Regions from separate parts of the Hordeum vulgare genome. Here region 1 is linked to region 2. A link is a contact called in public Hi-C data. All regions are on one chromosome and are shown on one strand. Each heading gives the region's core, a stretch centred on a gene start, on an enhancer-like site or on the middle of the called end of the contact. The rest is flanking DNA. Distances are from core to core; before and after follow the strand shown. Region 1 has its middle 18 kb from the start of LOC123433741. Region 2 holds the start of LOC123424791 (DNA polymerase zeta catalytic subunit).

Evidence for each region. A called contact is a pair of places that touch in the nucleus more often than the background predicts.
Region 1: a contact with region 2 is called in a Hi-C map of leaf, with 7 times the contacts expected there. The contact joins the enhancer-like site here to the promoter of LOC123424791 in region 2. A contact is called at or near these places in 4 of 6 Hi-C or Micro-C datasets (leaf and seedling).

What each region holds. Positions count from the first base shown.
Region 1 is chr2H:47,098,954-47,103,412 of MorexV3_pseudomolecules_assembly, forward strand. No RefSeq gene overlaps it. Among protein-coding and RNA genes, the nearest start is that of LOC123433741, 18 kb to the left of the region's middle. Within about 2 kb of position 1,383, at least 2 of the 3 cell types and tissues checked have open chromatin away from gene starts, as enhancers often do. A contact at or near this core is called in leaf, where this site is marked.
Region 2 is chr2H:46,959,294-46,963,614 of MorexV3_pseudomolecules_assembly, forward strand. LOC123424791 (DNA polymerase zeta catalytic subunit) reads right to left here and starts at 2,111. Exons shown (of 24, transcript XM_045108484.1): 1 at 1,847-2,111; 2 at 1,675-1,757; 3 at 1,151-1,208; 4 at 661-710; 5 at 490-596. The coding sequence starts at 1,979.

The DNA of each region.
Region 1 (4,459 bases), core at 133-2,632, 140 kb after region 2:
CATGTCGCGAGGCCCTTGCTCTTGCTACTGACCTGGACCTTGCTCGTATCCTCGTCGCGAGTGATTGCCAAGGAGTACTAAACGACATCACAAACTGCACCGGGGGTGTCTACGCCAGCACCACAAGGGAGATTGCGGTTTCAAGGGAGAATTTTGATAGTTGCACCTTCATGTTCGAAGGTAGGTCCACCAATGTTGAGGCACATAGCCTCGCTCAGCATGCTTTCGGCTTGGATTTTGGGCGCCATTTGTGACTGTTAACCCCTCCAAATTTATCTTGTATTCCTATGAACTTTGTTGAGTAATGAATAAAGCATGTTTAGACGAAAAAAAACCATTTTCATGGAACGGAAAAAGGATAGTTCAACAAATGCATAGTATATCAACTAAGAAGAAGATATACCCTCAAATAAATTTAACAGGAATGTAACAATTAGAAAAGGACAACAACCGACCGGTAAACAAGATTGCATGACTTAACATGCGTCGCCATGTTGAAGTGATGACCACATAAAGATCGATAATGCATGCTCGAAAAGTAAATAGAGTGAGGTGTGTGAAACACATTGTCATTCCGGCATTCATAATTGCCCAAAGTAAGGTACAAGCACCTACATGGATGTTGATACCAATCATTTAGTTTCATACAAAACACGCACACATGCGCACACACGCACGCACACGCGGAGGACACGGTAGGTCAAGGCATGGCGGCCGCCCTACCTTGATTTTCCTTGGTGCAGGCTGCGTGCAAGGCGACGCATTGGTGCAACGTCGTTGTCGGTGACGAGTGACAAAAGCCCGTCCTACCTTAACTTTTGTCCGTCCTCCACCACTGCACATTCATACAAATGGTCGCCCCGGAACATGTACTCTCGTTGTACACACTCACCTCTTTTTTGGTTCTTCTGAAAAAAGTAGAAACTCCTAGTCGAAAAAGGCCAACCATGGCTTTCTAATAGATTTAGAAAGTTTTGCACACACCAAAGTTGTCGACGAATTTAGAAACAAATGGTGAAATTTAAGGAAAGTGCATGACCTTGAAAAAAAGTCCAATAAATTTGCAAAAAAGTTCGTGATTCTTTTTTTAACGTTCATTATTTTAGAAAGAAAACTCGAATGAAAAAACTAAAAACCCTAGGCAAAAAACGAGTAAAAAAGAAAAAAACTGGCCGGGCGTATACAAAAGCTTCCCAAAACTGTCCTCGAAGCTTCTAGAAAGTTTCCATAATTGGGAGCAGCCTCCCCGCTTGAATATCGCGTGAATAGCCCGGTCCACTTATAGAAAATCTATAGAAGGCAGTGCGGTGTATTTTTTTTTAGAACAGAAGGCAGTGTGGGTGAGCTCTGTGTGGGGATCATATTCCTCGCGCGCGTCAATGGATAGAGACGAAACGCACACCCCAACCTGTGGTGATGGGCCAGCCCGTTAGACTGTTTCTTTGTGTTTTTGTCTGCTTAATTTATTTTATCATTTATTTTTCTTCTTTTGTCATAAAAATTATTTTTCTTTTTCCAAATTCACATACTAAGGAACAATTTGCAACAACCCTAGAATATATAAAAAATTCTAAATCTTTAATTATATCAAATACAAACAAAATCGTAAATCATAAAAGAAAACTCGTGAACATTTTTCAATTCGTGCAAATCCTATGAAATCACGAACATATTTGAGAATTAGTTAACGTTATGAAACCTTTGAATAATTTTATAAATTGGTAAACATTTTCAAACTCATGAATATTTTTTAAATTACTGAAATTTTTGAATTAGAATATTGTTTAATATATTTTTAATAAAAATATACTATCAAAATCGTAACCATTTTTTGAATTCATAAAATAAAATGCATTAACGTATTTAAAACTCGTGAACCTTTTTCAAACTCATGTATGCTATTTGAATTCGTGTTTTTAAAATCATAAACATTCTTTGAAATCACATATTTGTTCAATCAGTGGATATTTTAAAATTCGTGAAATTTTATGAATTGGCATTCAACTTTTGTATGTTTATAGAAATATTTATCAGAAAGCCTGGTAAAATAAATAAATTCTACTTAAAAAACTGCCGAGATAAAAATAATAACGCAAACACTAAGGATCACCACATGCAGTTGTTACGGATCGGGCCCGCTGGTTCTTGCGCTGGCGAGGAGGTGCGCGTTTGCTGAGTTTCTAGCAAGCAGGTCGCTGAATAATGGGTCACTGCACCGTGTACATTTTTGCTTGGAACTTTTTTTTGCCTGACGGTCGGCCATGATTATTATTTTTTTGCCTTTTTTTTTTGAGGGGTGCCAATGCTGTTTACTTCAGCTATTGTATACAGATTTTCTTATTTATCGCTCATTGCCGCAAAATGCCCCAGCAATAATTTCGTAAGGTTCTCATTCCTGGTTTTCTTGGTTTCATTTTTCTGTAGTATTTTTTACCGGTTTTTTTTATAAATGACCATAACATTTATAATGTTAGTTTTTTTTACCTTTTCAGTTTGCATTTTTTGAAGTGTTCAAAAAAATTGCAAAAGATGTTTACAAAAGTTTTTGTAAAGTGTTCTTAAAAATAAATAAATATTCACTTTTTCTGAAAAAAGTAAATTTTGGGAAATTAACTGAAAACGGAAAGTAAGTAGTAGGGAAAAGAAGTGATTGCTGATTGTTTGACTCGCTACAGCCAGCGTTAATGGATCGGACCGGTTGCATCATCCTTAAGCCTTGTTCGGTTGCAACAGATTTGAAGGGGATTAGAGTGGGTTGGGGAGGATTAAATCCCTTGTAAGTCAAATTTCACCTCAATCCCCTTCAATCCTCTCTAATCCTCTTGTGGTGAGGATTAACCGAACAAGCCCTTACGAGTTTGCTGGGCATTTTGACGCGTGTAGGTCTATTTGGATCCTCTTCAGCTCTTTGCTCCATGAACTCCACACTTCGAGCCCATCCAAACATTTAAGCTCTGGAAAGCTAAATTGAAATGCCCCACCCCTAAATTAATACACTCCCCTCTAAAGTAAATTGATAGCTATCACCAAATCGAATTGGTACCCACCATCTTTTCGTAAAAACACGTCCTCTCCGTCGACCCGGTAACCCTACGGACCACCGCCACGTCCAGCTTGACACTCTGTCGCGAGCCAACCCTGCTATTTGGCGACAAATCCGACTGTTCCAATCATATCCCCGTACTTCCATGTGACTTGTCCCCACATTCAGTGGCGGAGCCAGGGGCGAGCAGGGGCCTGCCCCCCCCCCCCAAAATGATTCAGCCGACATGGTATATATACCATGTAACTAGCTTACTTGGCCCCCCTGCTGCAGCCTCTGAGCCAAGTAGTAGTATTAGTGTTACACTTGAGATTGAGAAAAGGCTCATACTAAATTAACCTGGGCCCGTAATACTACTCTATTAATCAGCCCGTATGTTCGCTTTCCTTCCCCATAAGCCGTAATTAGCGTTTTGTTTGTTCAAATCGATCTCTACAGACTATAGCGGCGACAACGCTTGCCGTTTCATATGTTTAGCCAAGGCGACAGCACTCGATTCCACGACGTCTGAGATTGCTGTTAATTTGTCCCTTGTGTTCTACAAGGGTTCCGTGAGGTGAGGATACATATGCCTTGTCGTCTCATATGTTTAGCAGTCAAGGGGCATCGTTCCAGGCTTGAGACTTACTGCTTCCTCCCGTTCGATCTATACAGTTTTTTTTTGTGTACGTAGATGCTTCCTCCCGTTCGATCTATACAAGGCGACAGAAGTTCAAGTCTTCAGAGCTTACGCTGCGACTGCCGACGGGCGACAGATACAGGTTTATTTCGACGATTCTGTGTTTGATCAGTGCCTGTTTTTGATCCCCATTCCCCAATAATTCATGCTAATTTGAGTTTTCTATTTAACAGCTATGAAGAGGAAAACACGAACAAACAATGCAAAGATTAATTCTTTTTTTAAGCCAGTTGAATCAAGTTCTCAGCCTACTGAAAGTGATGTGCAAGTTACAATTCCTAATCCAGTTGACACTTCTAATCAAGATATGCCGGAGATGGAAAATGTTGCACATCAAGCTGAAATTGTAACCACACCTTATCAGAGAGATCCTGGTAAACGTTGTCAAATTTGGGAACTACCACCGGACAAGCAAGAGGAATCTTGTCATTTTTATATTTCTGAGGGGCCATATCAACCGGAGTTGAAAGAATACCCATTCGATGATAAGTCTAAACACAGTCGCCGATTTCAGTATGATTGGTTCACAAATTTCTTTTAGCTTGAGTATTCAACTCACACTGACAGTGCATATTGTTTGCCGTGCTTTCTCTTCTCAAAAAAACCAGTTGCAAAATGTGGATCAGTCAAGGGTTTCAGAAATTGAAAAAAAGATTAATGATGGAAAAGCATGTGCTTTTTTAACTCATGTTGGAAAGGGACCTGACTCTGCTCATAATTATTCAATTCGTTCCTAT
Region 2 (4,321 bases), core at 861-3,360:
ATTACATGCACTTGATACCCTGCATAATTTGACCTATCAGTTTGTGCAAGAAGATTTCTATGACAACATTTGGTTCAAACATTTGATGCTATTCAGTTTTCAGTTAAAACAGAAGGTAACTCAGCAAACCACTCAACGCTCATGACTTCCTAAGTTGTCATCAGGGCTCAGGCATATGCAGTCATAAAGAAAGGGATATTTTTTGAGTGATATTGTGATATTGTCAATACACAATGACAGGAATATTTCATGATCTTCACTTTCCTGTCTTATGTAGCTACCTCAAAATGCTTGTAAAGCACTATGTTTCACAATTAAGTCCATAACGAAAGGTTAAAAAGGGGTTTTCAATATATCAGATGAACTACGTCCATAATTTACAATTTTCCAACACAATAGTAACCAGAAAAGGAAGTGGGAAATGATTTACACAGGTTCAAACATTCGTAGCAAAAAGAAATGATCTGTAAATGGTTAAATTGTGGATACAGGTAGATCTTCACAAAAATCTCCTCGGATGAATGATAACCATACAACTTCTTTGCTCGAACAAGGCTACATCCATGGACATGCCTCCTTTTTGCTGGGCCGCGATTCTGCAGGGGAAATGATGATACTCACGAAAAGAGAAAGTTAACATACCAACTAAGTGGACTCTACCTGTAAAGTTTTCTCGAGGTCACTCAATAGACCAGTCATACATGAATTCCCTAAAGAAAAGAGAGAGAAAACATTAATTGACTGCCAGGTGCTTTTCTTGACACGGACGCCCCGTTGATTAGAAAGAAAACCAAACAAGTGCTTTACTACGTCTCGTTCAGACCAAGAGTTCACCGTATCCTTTATGTTATGTAACTATGTCGCAAAAGCAAAGTAGAGCAAGCTTTTAACATGTAAATTGATGTTTTTAACAACAAATCATGCTAGTGCCTCGAACAAAAAGTTAAAAGTGGGAATCCGTAAGACCGTAACTACCAACTATATGAGAAAGTAATATCTACAAAATTTACAAGATGTACAATAACGACTGCCTGGTAAGAAGTTGAACAGCTGATATGAAATGATAAACATCATGTCGAACAAGAGAAGAGCCCATATAGTAAATGGAAAAAGGGATGGTAAAAACATAGGCAAAAGGAAGTGCAGTCACCTCTTTCAATATTATGAAGTATCTCCTCTGGGCAAGGTACATACAAGTACGGCAGGGCCTGAATACCAAAAGGAGAATTACAACTTCAGACTGTTATATTAGAAAGTAGATGAAACAATGTGTCGCCAGAATACAATAGAGATGAGTAGTATTTCAACTACTGGAGTATATGATACTCCCTCCGACCCATATTACTTGTCGCTGCCTCAGTACAACTTTTGTACTCCCTCCGATCCAAAATAAGTGTTGTGCTTTTAGTTCAAAATTTGAACTAAGACAGCGACAAGTAATATGGATCAGAGGGAGTACAACAGTTCATCAAAGATGATACTAATAGGTTTCCAGGTAAGAAGACATGTGTGCCACACTGCTCTTTGGTAATTGGCATGCCGAATCGAGCTTCCAAGCATCAAATTCGGCGCGCCGCACTCCCCATCCCCCTTCCCATGGCGAGACTCACACAAGCATACTGAAATGTGACGAGTGAAGAACGGTAATAGGTGCAGAGAGAAGCTGGTGCCCACCTGGTGGACGTGGAGGCAGGTCTTCTGCCCCGCGGGGGTGGAGCCGTAGATCCTGATCACCGGCACCTCCTCCACCTCCTCGCCTGCGGCGGCCACCAGACAGACAGGGAATTCAGCGCGGCTCGGAGGAGAAGAAGTTCAGAAAGGGGGCAATATGGGGCAGGGAGCGTACAGTGGAAGGGGCTGTAGGAGATGTCGAGGCCGGGGACGGGGGGCGCCATGTAGTAGTCGAGCGAGACGATGCGGACGCTGAGGACCTGCGAGGGGGTCCCCGGCGGCTCCGGCTCCGGCGAGGAGGGATTCATGGTCGCCGGCGAGGACGGCGCGGTGGGTGGGCGGTGGTTCTATTTGGGGGCGGTGTGGGTTCCCGGGCTCCGGCTCCGGCTCCTTCCACGGCACGCTGCTCGCTCCACTTGGGTTTGGGTTTGACTCCGTGGACCATCGCGAGCGGATGCTAGTTGGGGGTTTATTAAGGACCACGGCCCATCATCGTCTGTCGAAACCTTGGGTCCCTTTGGGCCTGTGTCGCCTATAACCCAGTTTGGAAATGTATGTATTTTGTGTGTTCCGTTTACCGCGGCCCAGTCTGCACACAAGATGAGGAGAGAAGTTTGGTTAGAGGAGAGTGCTGGTGCATCACATTTAAATCTTGTGGAAGATTAAGGTTTTGTTTGGAACCATAATAGATTATAATAATCTGGATTATGAACATAGATTATATAATCTGTTTTATAAAAATAATCCAGGTGGGTATGTTTGGAGGTCAGATTATATAAACTGTAAATCAGCTTTTAAATTGTACAATGACATGTTTGCCCTCAGTTTATAAGAAAAAATAGGAAAGTGGCGGTGACATTGCGTAATTCTTTTGAAGTTTACAAGGATAACACGTCATTTATAATCCATAATCTCATTTTAGCTGGGTAGAGGAGATTATGAGATTATAATAATCTGGTCATCTAGTTTATAAATTCTACAATATAAGTTGTCCTATTTGGAAATACAATAGATTATAAAAACCAGATTATATAATCTGGATGGTTCCAAACAGGGCCTAAATTTCCAGGCAAAATCAGATTTTTCTTATGGAGATTAGCAAAACATTCCCTTCCTATTGAAGACGTGAGATGCCATCAGAAAATATCTACAACTAGCTCTTGTGGTATGTGTGGTGCCAAGGATTCGTGTAGACACACTCTTCTCGAATGCATGATGTCGAGATGTATATGGGCACTCGTCGGTAGAGCCAGAAGATGCAAGCCAGGGGGACTACGACACTGTGACGGGCCCAGAAATTAAGATTTGCCGCGGCGATGGATGGTGATGAAGCTTCATTGTGTTGTGTCGATGGTCAATAGGCACGTGAAATACCCTGCTTTGTCCGCGGTCGCCCCAGCTCGCCCCAATGGTGGATCCGCCACTAAATACAGGGCTCTAAACGGCCTGCCTACACACCCACCCCTGCTCAAGTGGTGGGTCTGTATTGGAGTCACCTCAGTCGGTCGGGCCTCTGTTTATGCCACAAGAAAATTCCTAAAATATCAAAAGTTTTCTTAATCGAAGTTACAGATCTCCGACTATAAGAGAAACTGTGATTAGGCTCAGAAAAGTATCGAAAAACAAAGAAATTGGGTGGCTCCCACCCTCTTTGTTTCTTTGTCCTTTCAATCGGTTTCTTTTTTTATGAACATGTGTGAACTTTTTTCGCTACACGTTCAACATCTTCGTATACATGGTAAACATATTTTATGTACATGTTTACATTTTTGAAAATCATGATTCACATTCTTTTGGAAATTTATATTTTTATGTCTAATTATTTTCATAGGCATTGTATATTTTTGGTATACTAGCAAAAGAACCCGTGCGTTGCAACGGAAGAGAAAATAACACACGCTCTAAACGCAATATAATTTCACATGGCATCACATTTGTGTTGCCGACGATGGCCTCAGTGCTCACATAACGAAAACGTGTTTGAATGTACAGTCGTTCGAAATAAGATGAGAAATATGGTGTTTCTCCCCATGAGGTTTTCCAAAGATGTGCATGCGTGGTTAACGATGTTTTCTTTTCTCTCAATTTGGTTTTAATTTAATGAATGTTTATTGCAATTCCTATCATCGCCGGAAAGAGGAAAAAAAGGATGTGCACTACATATTAAGTTTGTACAAAAATAATATTTAAGAAGTATTCAACTGTTAAAATTAACATCCTATTTAGATTCTACACATTTTAATCAAATTTCATATATAACATGTTAAAATCGGAGTTACGGTTTAAAAGATATGGATAATTTTGTTTTAGGTAAAATGTGGATTGATTAACTGAAAAGTCAGTTTTTTTTTGTTAAAACAAAAAAACGTTTCGGCTGACTTAAATACGGATGACGGGTTGATTACCTGAAACATTAAGGGTTTTCTGAAAAATGCAAAAAAAAGATATGGATGTGACTAAAAGATAGACTGTGGGTTAATTATGGAAAAAGACAAGGACTGTTCTGCAAAATAGCCAAACGACAGAAGCACTACGTGCTTCATTATTAAGGAGAGATATATAATGCATACTTAACATGTTCCACATACAAATAGATTAACATTTTATAATACATGGTCACCACTTTTCATTACACGGGCGCCCATTGTTT